Regions from separate parts of the Sus scrofa genome. Here region 1 is linked to region 2. Evidence: chromatin contacts called from public HiChIP or PLAC-seq data. All regions are on one chromosome and are shown on one strand. The core of a region is the stretch at or near the end of the contact, and the rest is flanking DNA. Distances in the headings are between cores, read along the strand shown.

Region 1 (3,847 bases), core at 656-3,155, 43 kb after region 2:
AGCCCTCAAACTAAAGATTAAGTACTGGGAGTTCCTGTTGTGGCGCAGTGGTTAACAAATCCAACTAGGAACCATGAGGTTGCAGGTTCAATCCCTGGCCTTGCTCAGTGTGTTAAGGATCCAGCGTTGCCATGAGCTGTGGTGTAGGTCGAAGATGCGGCTCGGATCTGGCGTTGCTGTGGCTCTGGCTACAGCTCCAATTAGCCCCCTAGCCTGGGAACCTCTATATGCCATGGGAGCGGCCCACCAAATGGCAAAAAGACAAAAAAAAAAAAAAAAAAAAAATTAAGTACTGGGTTAACTTTGGGCAAATTGAACCATATAAATTGGAAGATATCAACCTCATTACTTCACAGCAGACTTTAATGTCTATTTACCACTTGGAATTTGGGGTTAGTAGATGCAAACTATTGCCTTGGAATGGATAACAATAAGATCCTGCTGTATAGCACTGGGAACTCTATCTAGTCACTGATGATGGAGCATGATAAGGTGAGAAAAAAGAATCTATACATGGATGTGTGACTGGGTCACCTTGCTGTAGAGCAGAAAATTGACAGAACACTGCAAACCAGCTATAATCAGAAAATAAAAACCATTATTAAAAAAATAAAGTTTATTTACCAAATAGTTTGTTTTAAGAAGCTGGAACTTTACCCATTTTATGTAGGGTCATGATTTAAAATACTTATGTATTATATTTTATGATTATGTCCTGTTTGAAACCCTCTTATGGCTTCCTTTAACTCTGGAAAAAGATTTCAAACTTTACCCTACCTACAAGAGCCAGGCTGTCTGGGCCCTGGCCCCTTCCACCCAGTTCCGGCCCTCCCTCCTATTGCTCACCCCACTCTGACCACACTGGTCATCTTGCTTTTCCTGGTACACAACGGTACCCACCGTGCCCCTCAGGGCCTCTGTATTCGAGGTTTCACGCTACTTGGAATCCTCTCCTCCAGGTATTTGCATGGTTCTCTTCCTCACCTTATTTACTTCATAGCTCTTACTTATTTGTTTGCTTATGTTTCTATTGTCTGTCTTTCCCACTAGGACGTAAGCATCCAGAGGGCAGAAGCCTCTCTTTTCACCACTGTAACTTCAGCACCTGGAACATAGTGAGCAATCCTTCAATATTTGGTGACTGAACACTTGAATGAGTGGAGAAAGGCTGTTTGAGCTTTACAGAGAGACAGAGTCTTGATGACAGCATTCCAGCTCCTGGATCCAGCCAGACCTGCACCAGCTATACTACTGGACTTTTCAGTTATATCAATCTAGACCTGAGGCAGACAGGAAGGGAGAATCTATATTCTGTGTTCGGCAGCCAGCTGGCAAGAGTGGAAAAAGCCAGCCTGGCCACTCTCCGAATCTGTAATATCAGAGATGTCTCCCAATCAAATAATAGCAATATTAGGTATGTTTTGAGAACTACTCACCTCCCTGCTCCAGAAGAGCAGCCTGAAAGGACCTCAAATAGGACTTTGACCCTCATGAAGGGGTCCTCCACCCACTCCCCACTGCCCCCTCTCCCCCAGCTAAGAGCAGGGTAGGGAAGCAGCAGCCCCTCCTTTGCTGGCAAGACTTTGAAAGTTCAGCTTCGAGCACAAGTGAATGTAGTATTTTTCAGCACAATATGGACAAGGCCAGCTTGGCTTCCTCATCCCCAGAAAGGGTCCTCCCTTTACCCAAAGTGCCACGGTGCTGCCCCTTCCTTGCCCCTCAAGACGCTGCCCAGTGGACAGGGAGGGAAAAGACTCAGTCCAGACCAAGATCAAGCGTTATCGTCCTTCATGCCCCAAGGCTTCTGGAATACTCTTCCCCTCACTCTGCCTATGCTGCCTTGAACCACACCAGGAGGCAGGAAGAGGTTCCTGCTCCATGGGGAAACCCCTGCACCCTGGCCTGAGTCGGAAGTCACAACAGCGTCAGCTGTGACCGGATCTTATAAACCAGACCAGATTTCCTCTCGTCACAAAGCCACTGTGTCTGTGGTTTTTCTTTTTCAGGGTACAGCTGTAATTAGTGCTTGGGAGTCCAAGGCCACAAGGGTCCAGAGAGCAGGGGCCCAGCTGTATGGCACCCCACTTTCCAGCAGGAACACAGCCCAGCTGAGAGTAAGGCCATGCGCTGGAAAAGACATTCTGAGACCCGGGTGCTAGTCCTAGCTCTGCCGCTAAGGTAAATCCCTTCACCTTCCAGAATTCCCTACGGGTTCATCATGATAACACCTGCCATGCATAGATGCTGTGGGGATCAAATGCACTAGTCAAAATAAGGGTCTTTCACCAACTCAAAAGTTCTGCGTCCTCTGAGCCGCTTCAATGTGCTCTAGTGACTCTGGGGTCTTTCTGGTTCAGGTTTCTCCTAACACGTTCCCTCCTTTACTCCTTCACCACACACTTTGCTGTGACATTCAGTAGCTTTGCATCGCCTGGAGCTAAGAGTCCTGATGCTGGGAGTTCCCAGGTCTGGTTTCCGGGCCTATTTTCCACACTGGGGCCTCAGTTTTTCCACCTGTAAGCTAAGAAAGTCAGACCAAGGCATTTCCAGATTCTCTCCAAGCTCCCTAAACTCTTCGATCCTTATCTTAGATCATTAGAAGGGCTTACTAGCCTCCTAAAATAAGTTGAGCAGCTTCTACTCCTAAAAAAAGGGAGGTGGGGGGGTGGGAGAGAGATGAAACAAGCTGGAAAAAATGTTGGAAATTTGTGAAGCTGGGGGAGGGGGACATGTGTGTTCTCTATTCTCTTTAATCTTGTGCATGTTAAGATTTTTCAAACTGAAAAAAGGTGCACATCTTTTTTTTTTTTTTTTTAATAGAGGCGCCATTGAATTTGAGCATCACTATGACCTTTGTTTTCTGGCTTTCTCAAGAAGTAACCAGCCTGAAGAAAGGGTACCTTCCAAAGGAAACTCCCTTCCTTTGTCATCCTTCGTATCCCCATCTCCGTGCCTGCCCCAGACAGCTTCCACAGTGGCTCCAACATCAGAAAAGCTTGGGGGATTTCCAGAACCTTCTGTTCCCACTTCCCATTTCTGAAAAGTTTTGAACTATCGCATATGTAAAGCAAAGAGTCACAGACAGGGGAAAACTCAAGTTTTTGGCCAACTTAGGGGCTTTAAGGAAGCCTCGCTGTGGGGCTGCTCGCAGGAGAACTGTTCATAGTTCAGGGTCACCTGCTCAGTTCTTCCCTCAACCAGAGGGAACTTGAAGTCACTCCCCTTTTCCAACCTGGCTAGGCTGGCAAGCCCAGTGGAAGTTACTGCCCCCACCCCATCCCCGGGGCTAAGAAAAGCCTCTGCGGGACAGGCCTGCACCTCTTCCTGCAGGAATAGAAGGGCTGGCAGGACTGCAGGGACTCAGACAGAACCCCTAACAGAAGGAGGGCAACTCTGATCCAACTGCCATCTCTGGCTCTGCGCCCTCCCTGCCGGCCAAGCCTGCCAGCTCCTGCCCATAACCGCTGATTGTGGGTCGACCTTGAGGGGCTGTGCTCTTCTTCACGGCCCAGGAGGGCCGCCTTTCCAATGACAGGACTGCAGGGAGGTTTTCCAGACTCTCCAGATGGTGCATGCAGGCAGACAAGCCTCTGGGGTCACTGGCAGCAAAAGTACCAGTTCAGGTTTTACCAGATTCTCTCAATGGTGTGTTCTATGTAAAAACAGCCACGAACTTAGACCTGAATAACTTAGGGTTTTTATCTGGTTTGGGGGGGATGGAGGAAGAATCCCGTGTCTAGTCAACATTATTTCATGGACTGTTTACCAAATGCCCGCTGAGAACCTAGCTCTGAGCTGGTGCTGAACATAAAGAGAAATCAGAGAAGTCCTGCCCTCAAGAGTTCCC
Region 2 (3,649 bases), core at 958-3,457:
CCTACAGAAAGCCTTCTCATTCCTCCTCCCCTAAGCTACTAGGGGAATTTTGGTGTTTATGTTTCTAAAGCCTTGGTGTTTATGTTACCATGTATCTGAAAGTGCTGCAATTCTTCATTCACATATCTGTTTCCTCTTCTAGACTCTCTGTTCCTTTAGAGCAACAATCTTTTTTTTTTTTTTTTTTTTTTGTCTTTTTGCCATTTTCTTGGGCCGCTCTCGCGGCATATGGAGGTTCCCAGGCTAGGGGTCGAATCAGAGTTGTAGCCACCAGCCTACGCCAGAGCCACGGCAACGCGGGATCCAAGCCGTGTCTGCAACCTACACCACAGCTCATGGCAACGCCGGATCGTTAACCCACTGAGCAAGGGCAGGGACCAAATCCGCAACCTCATGGTTCCTAGTCGGGTTCGTTAACCACTGCGCCACGATGGGAACTCCAATCCTATCTTTTTTTTACCCCAACCCAGTACAAAGCAAAATATAGACTAATGTAGGCCTTCAATATATGTGAACTAATTAGCTAAATTTTAAGCACCTGGAGAGTAAGGCTAAGCTCCTATATTTCTCTATATCCACTAAAGCAAGCAATACTTTCTTCATAATAGCTTTAAAAATTCCATTTGAATAAATATACTAACATCTGCATAGATCACCTCCTGCACACCTATGCATACGAAGAGTGAAGTGAAATGCTTGTATTTGCTTTTATGGCTTTAACCCATAGGATCCTTGAATTTGAGAAACTAATGAATGATAGAATAGTGAAGAGCAATTAAAAAATTCTTAGGACAGGAGTTCCCAACGTGGCTCAGTGGTTAATGAACCCGACTAGTATCCATGAGGACGAGGGTTCGATCCCTGGCCTTGCTCAGCAGGTTAAAGATCTGGCTTTACCCTTGTAGGTTGAAGATGCGGCTCAGATCCAGCACTGCTGCGGCTGTGGTGTAGGCAGACAGCTACAGCTCAGATTTGACCCCTAGCCTGGGAAATTCCATAGGCCACAGGTGCGGCTCTAAAAACACAAAAGATCAAAAAAAGAAAAATTCTTATGCCATATCTAATTTAAGGGAACATCAAGGAAAAGGGCTCTCCTGCTAATTTCCGAATACAATATTGGGATCTATATGAGAGACAGGATGTTGGGGAAGACAGGAAGACAGATCATTAGTTTATCCCAGAATTACTAATATTTACTTATTCACAGGACATCAGTTTTTTCCCCTCGGATGTCCAACAAAAATCAGTCTCCCAGACATTTTCTAGAACATACTCTCAAGACAGGATCTGATTGCCATTTTACTGATAAGAAAATTGGCACTACATAAACAGACTGAAAATATAATTCAAGTTGGTCGGCAAAAGTAATGAAACCGAGTATGACAACCGACAAGGAACCCGATTCATTCTCCTAATTTCCCTCTTCTGCTTCCTATCTTCCCAGGGAGCCTAAGTATGAGACTCGGTTCTTTCTTCCACTAATTCGAAAAAAGCATGTAATTTCACCTACTGCGGGCAAGAAGGTTAGGCCCTAGGGTTACTGAGAAAGGGCCCAGCCCTCCACACGCTCAATGAAGTGCCGGCAGCACTGGGCTTCAGTCCTGTTACACCTCTGCATCCTTTCTTGCGCTCCATCGTCTGAAATAACTGCATCTTTCTCTGGATATTTTACTGATACTACTGGACTCTTCTTTGTAATTGAGACTCACTGAAGGCACCTTGGCGCTCAGGGGTTCACCTGTCTTCCCCTCCAGATCTTTCAGTTCTCACGCTGCTCGTACCTCAGCAGTCTGTCACCCATTTCCATCCTCTCCCTCCAAAGCCCCATAACTCCCCACGCCGCGGTCAACCCCACGAGCCGGTGCCCAAGAGCAACCAGACGCCCACAACCGGACATGCGCACACTCAAAGGACTTTGCACGCGTTTGCGGGACGTGCGCGCGCCTGGCGGACGTGCGCGCGACAGAGGCTTGCGCCTGCGCAGAGACAGAGGCCTGATGTTGCCTGGTCCTGGCGCTGTGGGCGCCGTCCTCGCGATCTCCCACCTTCTGGGTTAAGAGGCGGGACTGGCGCAGCCGCTCCTCGGCGCTCACCGCCCGCAGACGCTGCTTCAGCTCGGCCCGCAGGCTCCGCTTAGCGCCGCTCACGGCCGCCGCCGCCATCTCGCGGGCGCGATCTGGCCCCTTGTCCGCACGCCGCTGGATCTGCTGGCGCGGGGGAGGGTCCGGGCTCCGACGGGCGGGCCGCTCGCTTCCGGGTCGCGAGGAGCACCACGCCTCCCGCACTTGGGACCCGACTTTCGTGCAGCCTTTGCGATCTACGCACGCCCCTCCCCCAGCAGGTCGCGGTCACCGACTTCCCGGTTGCTCGCTCTGTCTGCATCCTGAACTGCTCTGCATGCCAGACCTCCTTGGGCCTGCAGTACTATTGGAAGGAGTACTATAAACGCCACTCTTGATTCCCTACGTGCCATGTGTCATGTAGTACTGGGACTGTCTGGGGCCTGAAAAGGCTTAGGCAAGCCACAAAGAGAATGTGGGCGATAGACAGTCCTACTAGTTACAGGGAAAATTACCTTTATTTATTCATTTATTTTTCTGTAATAACACCTTCCTCTTTTTCTTTTCCTGTAGCTGGGAGGGAGTTGGTTTACTGCTGATGGGTGGGACAGATCACTGATGAAGCAAGTGACCTTCCCTTTACTCGCAGCTTCTGTCTTCTGTTCACGTCTAGATTATTTAGGGATTATTTAGGACTGAAAGTAAGTCCATTACAGGGTTAAAGTCCAACAAGATTTTCACTGTGGAATAACTGGAACTTGCTCCTACTATAAAAGTTCTATTCCTTCAGAAACAGATGATTATGGAATTCTCGTTGTGGCTTAGTGGAAATGAATCTGATTAGTATCCATGAAGATGCAGATTCAATCCCCTGACCTCAATCAGTGGGTTACAGATCTGACAGATCTGATGTTGCCAAGAGCTGTGGTGTAGGTCACAGACACAGCTTGGATCTGGCGTTGCGTTGTGGTGTAGGCTGGCAGCTGCAGTTCAATTTGACCCTATGGTGGGAACCTCCATATGCCCTGGGTGTGGCCCTAAAAAGACACAAGGAAAAAAGAAACATGATTAGGAGCGGAGACCCGAGACTTTTTTCCTTGCAGGGTCTGTGATCTGAATTGGGAGAAGAGAAGGTGGTAACTTAAGGGAAGAACTAGGTGTGGAGGAAGGCTCTTTTATGTCAGTTTTACCCCTGACAATGTTCACACTCGGTAATCTGAGGAAAAGGTGAGAAAGCTAATTATTTGGTGGATAAAGAAAATAGACTTTGAAGTTGTTGGACGTTTAGAGGAAATATAGAAAGTTTATGTGAAAGTTTATAAGTTTTATGTCAATAAATCAACTTTACTAAAATCTGTATGGGAAAAGAGGCATGGAAGAATAGCTAGGAAAACACTGAAAATGAAAGACCACAGTGGGGAACTAGCCTTTCCAGGCACTGAAACATATTATAAAGCCTCTATAATTAAAACAGTGTGATACTGCCACTTGAATATACAGTGGACCAGTGCAATAGAATAGAAAGGACAGAAATAGGCATACAGTGGACTTCCTAGCCTCCAAACATAATCACAAGAGCCAATTCTTTA

Evidence for each region. HiChIP or PLAC-seq counts read pairs in DNA pulled down with a chosen protein or histone mark.
Region 1: an H3K27ac HiChIP or PLAC-seq map of alveolar macrophages shows a contact between it and region 2. The contact joins the enhancer-like site here to the promoter of LOC102167410 in region 2. A contact is called at or near these places in 1 of 5 promoter capture datasets (liver), 7 of 47 Hi-C or Micro-C datasets (alveolar macrophages, blood, liver and 1 more) and 1 of 2 datasets of contacts at active chromatin or transcription factors (alveolar macrophages).

The regions. Positions count from the first base shown.
Region 1 is chr7:48,914,121-48,917,967 of Sscrofa11.1, forward strand. No RefSeq gene overlaps it. Among named protein-coding and RNA genes, the nearest start is that of BCL2A1, 18 kb to the left of the region's middle. Within about 2 kb of position 1,906, at least 13 of the 83 cell types and tissues checked have an H3K27ac peak or open chromatin away from gene starts, as enhancers often do. A contact at or near this core is called in alveolar macrophages, where this site is marked.
Region 2 is chr7:48,871,243-48,874,891 of Sscrofa11.1, forward strand. It overlaps LOC102167410 (5-formyltetrahydrofolate cyclo-ligase), which reads right to left and starts at 2,208. Exons shown (of 6, transcript XR_002345772.1): 1 at 2,046-2,208.